2 separate regions of the Columba livia genome follow, and region 2 is linked to region 1. A link is a contact called in public Hi-C data. All regions are on one chromosome and are shown on one strand. The core of a region is the stretch at or near the end of the contact, and the rest is flanking DNA. Distances in the headings are between cores, read along the strand shown.

Region 1 (4,977 bases), core at 1,372-3,871:
CATCCCACATCACAAGTGCTGGAAGGCAGGAGAAAAACTCACACTCCTTTTCTGACTACTCCCATAGAGCTGTGGACCACAGAGGGCTGTGGACACAAACTCAAGCTTGCTTCAACATAGGTGCTCTGGGCACTCATTTGTGAAGGAACAGAAGGAAAAGACATCAGCATGAGGTGCCCAAGTGCATGTGGGACATGGGATCCACATAGGTCTGTGCCAGGGTAGTTTCACCTCACCTGCTGCAACTCTACTGCTGATGGCCCCGTCTCATAACTGTCTTACTTGGGGCCTCCCCATTCCTCCATCTGAAGTATGTCTAATTTCCCCTTTTTTGTGTTCCGCTCACTTTTTGTGGCAGTCAGAAGTGGTAACTGCAGAGAACACAAAAATCAGAGGAGCAACTGGTTTTGTTCCCTCTACGAGTTCAGAGAAGATTTGAACCTTCTTTACAGATTAGGAAATCTAACACTAGGACTACTGGCTTTCCTCCCATGTGGAGCCACCACATCTCGATACCTGTCCTGTGACCACCAACAAATATTATCTCAGAGACATTTGAACATTTTCCCTGTTTTTCTGGAGGTTTTAGCAGTGCCACTGCGCTCTGTTCAGGCAGAAGACTGGGTCACATTCTCAGGCAGTGGGCAATCCTGGGCAAAAAGCCCATGCAGCACCCTGCACCTCGCTGGTGTGCATAGTCTGGGCAGGTCTGCTTTGCTTTCTGTACATAGGTCAGCTATACAGCACAGTTCTGGAAGAGCTGGCTTGCTTTTTGCCCACTTTCCTCCCAGCTCCTTCCCAGTAGGACCCTCTGTCAGGCCCTATCTGGCATCTCTAAAAAGCAACTTTTCTGTCTGGGCCACCACTTGAGAAGGGAGAACAAAGTGAGCCAGAGGTTTATGTTCATTAATATATATATATATGTTTGTGGCCATCAGCACCAGAAGTGAGCTGCTATTTCTCTTTTCCTCATGAACAAGTAGACTTCCAGGGCTGAGGCACGTGGGCAGGAGGTTCTCAAAGAGTGGTGTGGAGGGGCCACATTTGGACCCTGTGCACCTGCTGAAGGTCCGTGTCAGCCAGGGCTCCCTGATACAGAGGGGAGGATGAGCAACACCGTGGCCAGGGGCTCAGACACAGAGGGGGTGTGTTACCTCTCCCTCCTCCAGAGAGGGTGCAAAGAGAGTTTTTTACCCCCCACTGGCTGAGCTTTGTGCTCAGCCTCTTTTCATCCTGCTGTGTACTAATGACAGCACAGAGAGGAGAGGAGCTGGAGATTGACAGCCAGTAGGGATTGCCATTGTTGTTAGAACAGACCTCTCTCCATCTCTTCTTCTTCCTTTCTATCCATTTTGCCATCTCTCTCTTTTTCCATCCTCCGCTCCTTCTCCAGCCCCAAATCTTTCCCTCAGGACCAGTCCTCCTCTCCCCTTTGTCACAATCCTCCTTGCCTTGTCCATAGTGAGGAATTAAATAAGACTCCATGGAGACAAACCTAGGTAGTAGCTTTTCCCTTTACTCCCTGGCTAAGATATTGATACAATTAAAGAGGCGGCACATCCTAAAGAAGCCACATTTATTTTAATATCAAGTCCAGCATGCACCAGGTCAGGGGTTTGCAAACATCCTTAAAGCTGTGTGCATGCTTGCAACCCAAGAGCTTGCTGTGAGGTCCCAAAGCCACTACATACCCAGGTCCCTGCTGCCTGAAGTGACGATAACCACCCTCCAGGCATTGTCCCACATGCAGGACCAGAGAAGGTGAGGTGTGACCAGCAGGAAGGGCTCCTCATCACTCAGATAAGGCCCACCTGGAAACTTGGTAATGAAGAGGGGAATAGGGTACCAGGCTCAGGTCACTTGCATTTAGTGGGTAAAGAAGGAACATGAAGGTGGTAGGAGCAAATAAAAAAGGAAGGACAGAGAAGATGGGTTTCTTTGCTTCATAAGGCTTTTTTGGCCAGGGCTGTCCTTTGGTGCTGCAGTCTCATATCTGTGCTGTCAGAGTAAATAAACCTCTTCTTGTAAGTACTGACCTCAAGTTATGTAGTAAATTCTGGTGCCAGCCAAACCTGTGCTCAGTCACTTGCAGCAGTTTGTTGCTTCTCAGTATAATGCTGCTGAGTCGCTTTCACCACAAATGCCAATGGGAAAAGCGGTGAGATGCTTCCCTTAGGTCTCAATTCCAGGTATGCTCCAGGATCTGGCCAATTTTTTTATTGCTCACTCTCACTCCTTGTACTGTAGAAGTAGCAAAGTTTCTTGTTATGTTTTATACCATGTTCCTACTTGAGAGCTGACTTAATCTTTATGTTTTGCTTTCCCTGTTAATCTTCGGATTAAGAAAAAGCTGTGCAAGTGTGACTTGAGCTTTTAGAAACATTTTCTTATTTAAAAAAAAAAAAAAAACCCTGCAGTGAGCAATGCTTTTTATTTAGGACTGAATTCATGAATTTTAACTGAAGATGGGCATGTTGGGCATTAATATATGTATAATTATGCAAAACCACTGTTACGTCTAATGAAAATTAGATTTTGCCACTGAGGCTGTGTTTGGCGATAGTGTGTATCTTCATTTACACTGTATTTTTTTATTTTCTAGCTGCATGACCTAGGATTACAGTTGCTATGGTGATAAAACAGTTAGTGAAGGAGCAAAAGGTAAGTTTATGCATATGCCTGTGCGGTGGGGGGTGGGAGGGGTCTGGCAGACTCCTTTCCTGGTGCTACATCTGGCTCCTGCTGTTATTGGGACTGAAAACCACTCTTGCACTGGCTATGGTATTTTCTGAGCAGGTCAGGCATGGGTGTACAAGCAGTGGTAGTGAGGTGTTTTCCACAGCAGTACGCGTGTGTGACCAGACCAAGGGGTTGCTGCGCTAAGAATGTTTTTTAGTAGTGTGGGAGAGGAACCTGCGTGCACCCCTATGCCAATGGCCTCAGCTAGACCTAGAGTTGGAGCTGGAGATGCTGAGCATGAGGGGCAGCTCTATCTCCCTTGGACCCCGAGTTATGCTGCCAGCCTTCTCCCTTGCTAGTGTTTGTTTCATGGTGCTTGATGCAGGAGAAGAGGCAGCATCTCCCAGAATCCTTCCAGCAGCTGGTGCCACCTCTGGAACTTAGTGGCTAGCTCAGGAGTGCACAAATTGATAAGTGATAACGGAGCAAAGCCTGTCGTTGGTGCAGCACTTTTTATTGTAAAGGAACATACACAAGGTCCTGTTCCCATGAACACAGCTGCCCAAAAGTCCAAGTGTCTCTCCTAGCCTGTGTTCTGCACTGAAGCTCTCCTTTAGCTTGCTCTGTGTTTTGCAGGAGCTGCTTCCCTGGCTTCTGTCCCGCTGCCTTTGCCTTTCTCTGCACCCTTCCATCAAAACTGCCCTCATCATTTGCTTTAAGCCACTGGTAGAAATGCTTTCCGTGGAAACTCAGGCTAACCAGTCTTGGTGATTGCAAGGCTGATTCGGGCAGGTTGGTTGGTTTTTTTTTTTGCAGTTGCCTATTCCAGAATAGCTGAACTGTTTCTTTCTCCTTTTCCTCCTGAAAGAACAGTGGCTGCTACCACCACCAGCTTCAGAAATTTTCACCTGGTCTTGTCAGTAGTAATGCTTTTGTATAACTCTGTGGAGCTTTGGGCCATGTTCTTCTCTCAGGTGCACTGTGAATTAACATATTGAAGGCTGGTGAGTAAGTCTCAGGCTCTTACCAATTGGTCTCAGTAGCCTTGAATATCTCCTTGGACTTGTTAAACTTTTTATTAGGTATAGATTTTCCACTAGAGGTCTTATTACTGCGATTATCAAAAGACAAAAGTGCTTTAAAAGAGTCTCTCCTGCCCTGCCATGCTTTGTGTTTTTCCCCAAGTGAACTCTTTGCCTGCTTGCAGCTTATCAACAGTGCAACCACTTTAATGCAAGCAGACAGCACTTTCCCACCCACTTGGACAGGAGTAAGATGAACAAGCTGGCTGACAGGGACAAGCCTGTGCTTGTACTGCTCTCTCCCCCCTTGAGGAAAACTCTTTCGAGCCACTGAGCCTCTGAGAAAGGGTCATCTTTATGCTCCACCACTCTCCTACCCACAACCATGGGGGCTGGTCAAGTGTATCCGCCACAAAACATCAGCATCCATCCGTGGCTGCACAAAATGCCTGTGCTCACAGAGGGTTCCACACCTGGGGGAGAAGGTGGAAAAACCTGATGGGTGATGCCCAGTGGTGACTAGAGAGCAGGGGTAGTCGCTTGTCAGTTGTAAAGTAAGGGTGGGATCTTGAAGGAGCTGTATTTCAGCCTGTTAGAGAATTGTTGCCACCCTCTAATGGGAGAGAAGATATCCTTGGGGCTAAGGATTTTCTATCTCAGAAGCTGGGGAGCACTGAAATAACAGAGCAGCTTCTTCACCTGCTCCTCCAGCAGGAGTCTGTCTTACTTCCAAACCCCAAATATCCTGGCAGGTGCTGAGGGCAGAACAAAGCTGCAGCCTGCTCCCCGCTGCCCACATGGGACTGCTCAACAGAGTAAACTCAGCTGTTAAAGCACAGGGCTCAGCAGAGCAGGCTGCCCAGCTTTCCCCTTGAGGACTGTTTCAAAATGTTGGCAAAATGCAGCTTGGAGATCAAGAACATGCTTCTGTGTGCAAAACCTGAAAAAGCAAGAAAGAATAAAGATATGTACAAGGGGATGTGCCACTCAGACAGAAGAGAAGGAGCAGAAAAAAGCTCTCTCACATTTTTGCCTCCCTTTCCTGAGTTGGGTAAAGAAGCAAGGTGGAAAAATAAATGTTGTTTTTTTTTTTTCCTGAGAATCTCTTCTAGCTGAGTTCTGCTTCAGCTGTGACATATCTCATCTATGATCTGAGGTTTGCCAGCTATGGTTTCTCTTGCAGCCAGTGCCTGGGATTAAGTTAAATGCAAAGTAAAGGCAGATTTATTGCACGACCCCCACGGAGTCTGGTTAATGCAGCAGATTGCCTGGTAGT
Region 2 (4,977 bases), core at 1,735-4,234, 200 kb before region 1:
GAGTCCAACTATTAACCTAACCATGTCCCTAAAAACCTCATTTGCATGTTTGTTTTTTTTAAGCACCTCTGGGGATGGTGACTCCACCACTTCCCTGAGCAGCCTGTTCCAATGCCTGACAACCCTTTCCATTAAGAAATTTTTCCCAATATCCAATTTAAACCTCCCCTGGTGCAACTTGAAGCCATTTCTTCTCATCCTATTGCTTGCTACTTGGAAGAAGAGACCAACACCCTCCATGCTACAGCCTCCTTTCAGGAGAGTGATGGCTGTGTCTGTCACAGTGACGAGGGCATGGCGAATGGGAGGTTTAGAAACACTGATATTTGGACAGCTTAGAGCAGCTACCTTTGAAGGGAGAGAAGGGTGAGAATGAGGTCCTGGTATGGTGTTTTTTTCCCCTCAAGAAGATTATTTTACTTTCATGATGACACTTTCCCAGGCGTCGGGGTTATGAAGGGTGTGTGGTGGCATCTTTCTGTGTGATGGTGGGGGCAATACATGAGAGGTGTGAAAGTCTGCGTGCTGGGCAAACACAGGTGTCACCCTGGAGGAGGAAGACTGAGGGGAGGAGCAGGTTATCAGAGGAACAGACTCAAATGGATTTTATGAGTACATTTTTATCTGAAGGATATTAAATGTCTTTCCCAGATAGGCAGTGATGACTTAGTCATGGATGTGTTTAGGAACTGTTTTGTAATGGCCGTAGCTGGTTTGGCTTCTCATTTCAGCAGTGCAGGGTGCTTGATACTGGGAGAGCTGGGGAGAGCGATGTGGCTGGTGCTCAGTCCCCCTTGCCGGTGGCAGGCAGGGTGTCCATGGGCCTTTGTAGGGGACAGGAGCAGCCAAGGGGGAGTCATTCTTCATCTGCTGAAGGGTCAGACACTGCTTGGAGTCTGTCTCATTTTATGATTGTTTCCCTTACAGACTGGTTCCCCCTCACTGTGACCTGTTTGACTTTCAGGGATTTGCCCACGAGTGGGTTAAACTTCCTCATTAATAACCAGACATAAAAATCACTGGAAAAGGTAAATGAAATGCTGCTCTGACACATCTGATGCAGTGGGGGAGGCAAATCCTCCAGACTGGAAAGCCATTGTCTCCCAGGGGTTTTCAGATATCACAGTTGTGATGGAAGCAAATAGGACATGCCCAGCTCCACGAGAGCATCTGGTAATGTGGCATGGAGGGAGGGTACAGGGGACAGTCTGGGGCCAACAGAGCTTTCTGGTTCTGTTTTGGGAGAGAGCTTTGTGAGAAGTAGATGCTGTTTTAATTCCTGGGGTGAAGAATAAGGTGCAGAGAGCAGAGACAAGGTCCACCAGCTGCATGGCTTCTGGAGGGGAGACTGGGGAGTGACAAGCAGTGTGAGGGAAGAGTGAATCAGCCCTGCACAAAGGGGTGATGGACTCAGACTTTGGAGAGGTCAACAGTGTCCTGTGCCTGGATGCTCTGATTCAGCAGCACCTCCAGAGACATATATCCCCACGACATAATAAGTTCCTGTCCATGGTTACTGCTTCTGTCTTCCTTCCACTGGCAAGTGTGGGATGACACCCAGGGCATAGCCTACAGTATTACAAAAAAAAAAAAAAAAAAAAGAAAGGTAAAAAAAGAAAAGGTTAGGGAAGAATTTCAGATACATCTGGCTGCTGTCAAGGCAGCTTTGTGGCGGTAAGGAGAGGCAGCAGAGGCTGCCTGGCCTCTGCTGGGCACAACGCCCCAGCAGGAGAGTGCGCAGAAGGGAGCGGTGGGCCAGGGTTTGGAGCAGGGACTCCTGCTATGAACTCCTGAATCTTCATCCTAACGCTCACCTTTGCTGGTGGCAACTGGGCAGTCTGTGGCAGATCCCTCCCTTTTTCCCATGTAAAGGTGTTGAGGGAGGAAGGATGTGGGAAAATGGCCGCGGAAAAGTAACTCTGCTTTAATATAGGAAAAAATCTTATTTTGTTGGAACAGATGCAGTTTATAAGGAGGAACATTAAGGAACACTGTGGGGAAATCTTTAATCTGGTCGTGACATGCAAGAGAAATAGCGTAGGAGAAAAAGACCTGAGGGAGATGAAGACATGGAGATGCATTAGCAGATAAATGGCATGTAGCAGGCTCTGGGCACTTCCCCATAACTGTGCTCCAGGAGAGCCAGCTGGGCCTTCCCTTCACCAACTCCAGCTCTCAGCAGAGGAAAAGAAGGATGTGTGGCTTGTCCATCCCTGTCCTCAGCTCAGCAGAGGCTTTCCCTCCACCTGGCATATAGTTCTCACACCCAGAGCTTGTTCCTTTAAGCAGTTACGCCTCAAATCAGGCCACCAGTCCCACTGCCATGTGGAGCCATAAACAGGGATAAACAGTAATTAGTATGGTAAATAGCTTGGCCTCGTGTCTTCTGGTTACAGTATCATGGTAATTATTTCCAGCTCCCTGCCTGTGTACTTCTGCTGCCTGATTTTGTGCTCTGCGCATCCTTGCCAGCCTGATTATTGCTGGGCACGTTAAAATTGGCAACTGCTCTCTCCTGTCTCCCATCCACTCCTCAGGAGGGACTGGCCTGTTACACTGAGGTGATCGGGGATGATTGAGGGGTGGTGGGTAACATCAGACAGGTCTCTGTCTTCTGGGGGCTGTACCTTAATGGGCAGGACATGGGTCCACGCTGAGATGACATAGGACAGCATTTTCAGGGAACCTGCTGCTGGTCACTGGGCCTTTGTGAAATATGTCAAGAGAAATGGCCAGATGAAACAGCTGGGCAGCTCCTGCCTGTGTGTCCCACTGCTGAGGCTTTTTTTCTCTCTCCCTTTTGGCTGCCTTGCTGTGGCAAACAGCTTTGTCTGGGACAGAGGGTCTGATTTCAGTCTGGATTTTGGCCCAGCAGAGAGGGATGTGGACACAAGTGCACGTGTGGTGACTTCAGGTCCTGCTCGCTGGGGAGAGACGGATCAACATGCCTCATCTTGGTCTCTTGGCCAGCATCCCAAGCTTGGCTTTTCTTAAATGCAGTGTGGTTGCTTTGGCATCCATATGCATGTGCTACAGCCAGTTGAGAGCCTATGGGTTCCGTGGCCTGAGACCTTCCTACCAGCTGTGGGACCTGCTCCAGCTTGTGAGACAGGGCTCTCCTTTCTTTCTAAGCTCCCTGCAGTTAAAAGAGTCTCTGTTTTGCAACATGCTGTGCTTTCATCTTGTCTCTGCTCTTTGCCAGAGCTTTTGGCTCACTTTTTTCCTCTTGAATGTCACTTCTCAGCCACCCTTCTGCAGACTACAGCAGGTAAGTATGCGTCTCTTGCCTTATTTGCATCCAGCCCTTTCTGATATGCATGCAGGCAGGTCGGCGGCACTGGAGGCAGCTTGTGGAGCTGGGGTGATTGTGCATTCACTCCCTCTCTCCCAGCGGCCAGGACATTAGTGTGAGCGATTTGTTAGAACCCTCTCTCAGGTCCTGTTTTATTCATGCTTTCACCTATGAAATGTCCCCAAAATGTTTGTGTTTTGCCAGTTATATCTGAACTCTCCCCTCTTCCCCCCATGGAAATACCTTGCCTTATAACCCCTGTGTGCTTGGTGGGTTGGATTTTGTGGCACCATAGGGTTCATTGGCAGATGCATTGGCTGCCCCTGTTGTACACAGACATGTGCCTTAGCTGACCCAGTTTTTTTTGCTGGAGATATAAGAGTGTTATTATTCACAATGTGTTGCAAACACATGCTGGGCTCTGTGAGACTCTCGGGAAGACAAAATAAATGGGCATTGCTGGGGAAGGAATGGCCAGGGGAGAGACAGCTGCTGTTTCTCCCCAAAAAGCACCACAATAGCAACACTTGATTGCGGTGGTGGCCACAGGCATTTGGGATGAGACAATCACAGAAGACAGGCCTGGCAGGGTCCTTGGGATGTCACTGACTTCATATCCATCTCAGGATGATCAATACATGCATCATTCCCCAGAGGTTTGGGCTGACCTGATTTTGAAGGCCTGAAGTACAGGACGTTCCCCTGCACCCTCGAGCAGTGTGTGCCTTGTACACCTTTGCTCTGCTTACCACTAAATGTCCTGTTGTTGCTTCTTCTGTCCACTGTAGGCGCTAAGAGTCGAGAACTCTCCTCCTGTTGTAGCAAACTTGTATGCATATGAAGACTGTTACTGTGCCCCTTGATTCTGTAGCCTAAATAGCTTCATTTTGCCCAGTACCTTCCTGGTAGGTCCCGCTTTCTGCATCTCTGATCATGGTGGCACGATTCTCCTAACTATTTGAAGGAGTGCTGTGCTCTCCTCCCCCATCACTCTCAGACTGATGGAAGAAAACCTCCCCATCACCCCTGGAACCATACATCCGTACAGAGACGCACACTATCCTTCAGTCCTCAAATATGGCTTTGACTGCATGTCATTTTTCTAGACAACTGAAGTCATTCATCAGATTTTCCTCACAAGAATTGGATTGGAGTGCATTGCTGTTCGCTAAGGCAATTAATTCTAGCTGAATCTTGGCTTAGATCTGAGCCAAAAAGGTGTCTAAAGGAAAACTGATTTTGTGTGTGTGTGTGTCTCCTTTGGAAAGGCTCTGTAGTGTTGATATGAGGGGCGGAGAACCTTTCAATTTGTTCCGCATAGCACCCATGCTGCTTGGAAAACCATCTCAGTAGTGGAAACCAGCTCTGCTGCTTGGGGAGTTTTGCTGTCAGCAAGCAGATGAGCTTTCCCTGGGCGGCTGCCTTTGAAACCAGCCTTCAGGTCCCCTCAGCCAACACACCTGAGGGGTTGTGATTTTGATTCTTCCAGGATGCAAAACAGTGCCTGAAAATGATTTACCGACATTCTGCCATTCTCGCCCTTCCCCTGTTTTTATCCCCTGCAGCTAGAAGATTGGGAAGCTTGCCTGTCATATGAGTTAGCAGAAACTCATTCTTCTCTGACTTCTTGTTTGCTTCCAATACCTGTGACCTGTCTTCACTTTTAACCTTCGGATCCTCTTTCT

What was found. A called contact is a pair of places that touch in the nucleus more often than the background predicts.
Region 2: a contact with region 1 is called in a Hi-C map of liver, with 2.9 times the contacts expected there. The contact joins the promoter of CACNA1I here to the promoter of GRAP2 in region 1. A contact is called at or near these places in 2 of 2 Hi-C or Micro-C datasets (crop and liver).

The regions. Positions count from the first base shown.
Region 1 is chr1:172,349,214-172,354,190 of bColLiv1.pat.W.v2, reverse strand. GRAP2 (GRB2 related adaptor protein 2) reads left to right here and starts at 2,621. Exons shown (of 8, transcript XM_065046826.1): 1 at 2,621-2,661.
Region 2 is chr1:172,547,316-172,552,292 of bColLiv1.pat.W.v2, reverse strand. It overlaps CACNA1I (calcium voltage-gated channel subunit alpha1 I), which reads left to right and starts at 2,984. Exons shown (of 38, transcript XM_065046868.1): 1 at 2,984-3,268.